2 separate regions of the Arabidopsis thaliana genome follow, and region 1 is linked to region 2. Evidence: chromatin contacts called from public capture Hi-C data. All regions are on one chromosome and are shown on one strand. The core of a region is the stretch at or near the end of the contact, and the rest is flanking DNA. Distances in the headings are between cores, read along the strand shown.

Region 1 (2,852 bases), core at 195-2,694, 150 kb before region 2:
AAAAGGGCTTTTTGAGACAAAATATTTATAAATGAATGACTAATCATCATATGGAGATTTCATCATTAAGCAACTTAGATTCTTTGTAATCTAACCCCAGATATTTCTGAAATAGAAGATTTGTTAAGTTTTTTTTTATATAAATAAAATACAAAATTTATTGGGATAAACGTGTTTACATCAATTGCATCGTTTGTTTAAGTACATGAGTAAAATCAAGAATTTAGAATGGAAAGAAGAAATGTTTGTTATGTCGATCCGAACCAAGATTTGTTAAGTTAAGACCTCTTTATCATTCATCATACATATTTATGAAGAACACCGAACATGCAAAAGAAAACAAAACAAAACATAAAACTCAAAAAGAGAAAAAAGAGAGATTCGTTAATCTCTATTTGTACACCTAAAACTCAACACCAAAACTTGTAATTAAGACCAGCCACAAAAAAAGAACCATTCACTCACTGCACACCAGTCCAAGCTCAATCTTACACGTGTCCTCATCCTCAGACGTGCCACACCTCTCTAACTTTCTTTTCTTCATCGGTACCACCACGTGATTTCCACGTGCTAAAGGCTCCAACCCCAAAGTCAGCTCAAGCCCGATCCAAGTCTTTGGTTCCTCCGTCGTCGTCTCCTCAGAAGACACCGGTGACTCGTGACTCAGTGACGACTCATGACTCAAAGACCTCACGTTTCTCTCTTCCTTGCATGCACCACGGCTCCGTCTCTTAACGTTCTCGTCCCTGCTTGACACGTGTCTTATGTCGCAAAGCTTGTTGTTAAAAGGAGGTGCTTGACCAGTAACCGCTGCGTCGCATGCGATCGGAGTCACGGGTGAGCCTCTCATTACTGCCTCAACGGCCGCTTGACAAAGATGCCAGTTTCCTGACCACAATAACCCCACGGATCCGTATATCGGATTCACAATCCTCCCGCATGCTTCGTACAACAATGATCTAAATATCGCTGCAAAAACAAACAAAATTACCAAATTATTAGATGCATGTTAGAAAAATAAACAGGATCCTACGTTTCCTAAAAAGATGTATGAGAGATTCCGTCCAGAACTTCGCAATTAACCATAACAAACAAAAAACATAACATGCATGGGAAGTTTGAATACCAGGACGGAGGTGGTCAGGACCGGTGTTGAGGAGGTTCATGAGCCCCGCACGGCCATAAAACTTGGCGAGGAAGACGGTGGCGTTGGCTTGAGATTCAGCGGATTTGATCCATTGAAGACAAGGTCTTATGCTACAGTTTTCACTGCAGCCTTTTCGTAGAACTCGACATCCGTTACAACTCATACGCATTTTAGATGGGAAACAAAAAACAAAATGTGTTTTGGGTTTGAGGGAAAGTACAGAATGGTCCAGAGATCTTAGAAGAAGGAAGAGGTATTTAAGAGGGAGAAGCTGCTTGGGTTTGGTCGGAGAGATCATAACAATTAACAAGGAACGAAGTTGTCGTTTTCTTTGTGTGTAATTTTTTTCAAAAAATAAATAAATTTGTGACGTGCATGTTATATTTTTCTCTAAATGGATATCGTAATTTTCAAAGTATAAATAAGATGTAAAGAGCCCAAAAAAGAAGAGTTTTGTAATTGTTTTTATATTTTGTATGAATTATTTTAGTAAATTACGAGAATATTACCTTTATTTAGGTAAGTAATTTTTTCAAACTGTTATTATGTGTTTATAAAAATAAACAAAGCTTCTCATACTATTTGTATAGTTATAAAATTTTAAAATCTTTAATTTTCATGGTTTATACATTTTGTTTGTTTGTTTGTAGTTACTAATAATATATATTTTTTTTTTTGGGGAAAATAGTTACTAATAAATATGAAATATATATGGAAGCCCGTTGAGCTTTGTCTTTGGCTCTCATTCGTAGCGCGTGATCATCATCGACGAAAATGTCCAAAACCAGTCAAGTATTTTATTTTTTTGGTTAGTTGTTTATATCTGACCGCCGTTTGTTTTTGTCTAGACCGCAGTTTAATGTTCGGCAATTAATAATGGACTGCCAAAATATTTGGAGATAGTAAATTTTGAAAACGAAATTACTAGAGGGTAAAATGGTAAATAGAGAGATGAGAGGTTCGAATTTCAACGTTCGCATGCAAGCGCAAAAGTGTGATCGCGTGGCGGAGACATTGTGGTAACAGAGTTTGGTCGAATCGCCGCGTTTTCTGAGCGGTTACACATTATGTAGCTCCATACATAATTCTGATAATTAATATTAATATCCAAATACCTACTTAATAAATTATCTTAATGGAATCACTTTGACTTCTATAGGCTCTAGTATATATCAACATTAATATCGAAAGACCTACTAATAAATTATCTGCATGGATCACTTTGACTAATATAGGCTCTACAATTTTTACTTTTAGGTGAATAGATGCCAACGTTTATTGGTTAGATTTGGTAGTTTCTTCCATTGAAACACCCATCATTGAATGGTGATGTTTGAATTATTTCTATTACTTCTTTAATAAAATAAAGAAAAAAACGCACACACAATCTATTAATTATTATTAAGGTTTAGAAACAGTTAAAAATTAAAATTATAGAAAATATATAAATATCTATCAAAAATGTTAAAAATGTCAAATCGCAAACAAAGTTTAGATAAAATATTTATTTAAGTATATCAAACATTATATAAACATTTATAATTATTTATATAAAGATAAAACTTAGTTAAAAACTAGAAAAATACAGTAAAACAAAATATATATAATTTTAACGGATAAAACGATTTATTTTTTCTTCTGCCGGCTATCACACGATTAATACGATTGTCTCCACTTTAACTAATAATATAATCATGCGAACAAT
Region 2 (2,700 bases), core at 110-2,609:
TGGGTCAAAATTCATGGGTCAACTCAACTCAACTCAACCCATGAACCCTAATGAGTTAAAATTTTTGACTCAAATGAGTTGATTGGTCAAATGAGTTGATGAGTCAATTGGTTTGATGAGTCAATTGGTTTGATGAGTAAAATGAGTTGGGTTGTAATGGTTAATGGTTTCAATGGGTTACCCAATTAAACTATCAAGTTTTGTAAAATTGAATTAAACCAACTAAAATCTCTAAATCAATGCCAATTTAAGTTTAACCAACACATCTAAACCAATTTAATAAAATTAATATTTTTCCAAATTTCTTAAATATACAAGCGATGAAATTGAGAAAAAGTAAACTCGTAATTTTTTCACCAAAAAACATAAATCCGTGATTTTCCCGCCAGAAACGTAAACCCATGATTTTCCCGCCAAAAACGTAAATCCGTGATTTTCCCGCCAAAAACATAAACCCGTGATTTTCCCGCCAAAAACGTAAACCCGTGATTTTCCCGCCAAAAACGTAAACCCGTGTTTTGCCCGCCAAAAACGTAAACCCGTGATTATCTCGCCAAAAACGTAAATCCGTGATTTTCCCGCCAAAAACATAAACCCGTGATTTTCCCGCCAAAAATGTAAATCCGTGATTTTCCCGCCAAAAACGTAAACCCGTGAATTTCCCGTCAAAAACGTAAATCCGTAATTTTCCCGCCAAAAACGTAAAGCGGTAATTTTCCCGCCAAAAACGTAAACCTATAATTTTTCCGCCAAAAACGTAAACCTATAATTTTTCCGCCAAAAACGTAAACCCGTGATTTTCCCGCCAAAAACGTAAACCAATAAAAAGTGGAATCCGTAAATATCCTAAGTTTGATGATAATGAATTAATAATGATAATTATTTATTATTATTTTATAATAATAATTAATTAAATTATTACTTAAATGGGTTAATCCATTTAACAACTCAGCCCATTAAATTAAATGAGTTATGGGTTGACCCAACTCATTTAAACTCATTTGATTATGAGTTAAGTTGAGTTGGGTTACCCATTTTGATATCCCTAAGCATACTATTAAATTGAATATTATAGATATTTTACGCAACCCAAATTTTTCATATCCATTGTCCAACGTTTTTTGTTCTTGGTAGTGGATCGATGTGTTTGGACTTTTTTTGTGTGTGTGTTTAACTTCTTCTGATATATCCATGTGTTGTTCCTCCCGTGGAAAATGTTTCCACGTGTTGTCCGCTATGAAAATGAACTACTCACCATGACTCTATCGAGCAATCTTACTCAAATTTGCTTTTTGCCTTCTTCTTCTATTTTGTCTTTTTATATTTCTTTCAAGATAACTACCCTTCATCATAACAATATGGTGCATGAACAGTTGAATCTTATTCGGAAGATTGTTGGTATATTAGGAAACTTCATCTCTCTATGTTTGTTTCTATCGCCAACGCCAACGTTTATACACATAGTGAAAAAGAAGTCAGTGGAAAAATACTCACCATTGCCATATTTAGCGACTCTCCTAAACTGTTTGGTTCGTGCTCTTTATGGACTTCCTATGGTTCATCCTGATAGCACCTTGCTCGTTACAATAAGCGGTATAGGAATCACGATCGAAATCGTTTTCCTTACAATCTTTTTTGTATTTTGTGGTCGTCAACAACATCGGTTGGTAATATCCGCTGTTTTAACCGTTCAAGTTGTGTTTGTGGCTACCCTTGCGGTTTTGGTCTTAACTCTCGAACACACTACCGATCAACGGACGATAAGCGTTGGGATTGTATCTTGCGTTTTCAACGCTATGATGTATGCTTCTCCATTGTCTGTCATGAAAATGGTAATAAAAACAAAAAGTTTGGAGTTCATGCCGTTTTTGTTATCGGTAGTTGGTTTTCTAAACGCAGGTGTTTGGACAATTTATGGCTTTGTGCCTTTTGATCCATTCCTGGCTATACCAAATGGGATTGGGTGTGTTTTTGGACTAGTACAGTTAATATTGTATGGTACCTACTACAAATCTACCAAAGGGATAATGGAGGAAAGGAAGAACCGACTCGGTTACGTTGGTGAAGTCGGATTATCCAATGCGATCGCTCAAACTGAACCCGAGAACATCCCATATTTAAACAAAAGAGTTAGCGGCGTTTGATTTGGTCTTTTCATGTTATTCACTGTAAGTTTATTATATAATCATCTAGGATTTTTTTTATATTTTTAGGACTGTAATATGCGAATAAGTCAAATTTCGTTGTCCATAGTTCTCAGAAGCCGTAGACTCTTTTAAAAATATGACTTCTCTCTTTGGTCATTTTTTTTTGTTTGAGGACCATTTCTTCAAGAGTGAAAATTGAGAAAAAGTCGTTGATGTTTCTTGAACAAATTCACTAAAAATGCAACTAATGTTAACCCATAGTTTGTACTTATTCTTCAATTAATCAATGAGTCATTTATCCAAAATTTATCAACAAGAATTCTCTCCCTAGACTTGATTGCCTGAAAAGTTTCCCAAATAAATAGAAACAAATATTAACTCGATTTCCCTAGAACCGAGTAAAGGATTAGAAACAGATACAAACTTGGTTTGATCAGCTCTTTGGTCCAAATATTTTGGTGAATTTCATAACAAGAATTAGGATTAGGGCTTGTAGTGTTGAACATGAGACTAAATCAGCCCATAGCCCATTCCCATTAAAGTGTAAGTGGAA

Evidence for each region. Capture Hi-C pulls out chosen DNA fragments and counts their contacts.
Region 1: a contact with region 2 is called in a capture Hi-C map of shoot, with 2.5 times the contacts expected there. A contact is called at or near these places in 4 of 26 Hi-C or Micro-C datasets (cotyledon, root and seedling) and 2 of 3 other capture datasets (root and shoot).

Annotation. Positions count from the first base shown.
Region 1 is chr1:25,052,265-25,055,116 of TAIR10.1, reverse strand. LBD40 (LOB domain-containing protein 40) reads right to left here and starts at 1,444. Exons shown (of 2, transcript NM_105380.5): 1 at 1,127-1,444; 2 at 253-969. The coding sequence starts at 1,316. The coding sequence ends at 458.
Region 2 is chr1:24,905,895-24,908,594 of TAIR10.1, reverse strand. SWEET6 (Nodulin MtN3 family protein) reads left to right here and starts at 1,359. Exons shown (of 1, transcript NM_105348.1): 1 at 1,359-2,144. The coding sequence starts at 1,359. The coding sequence ends at 2,144.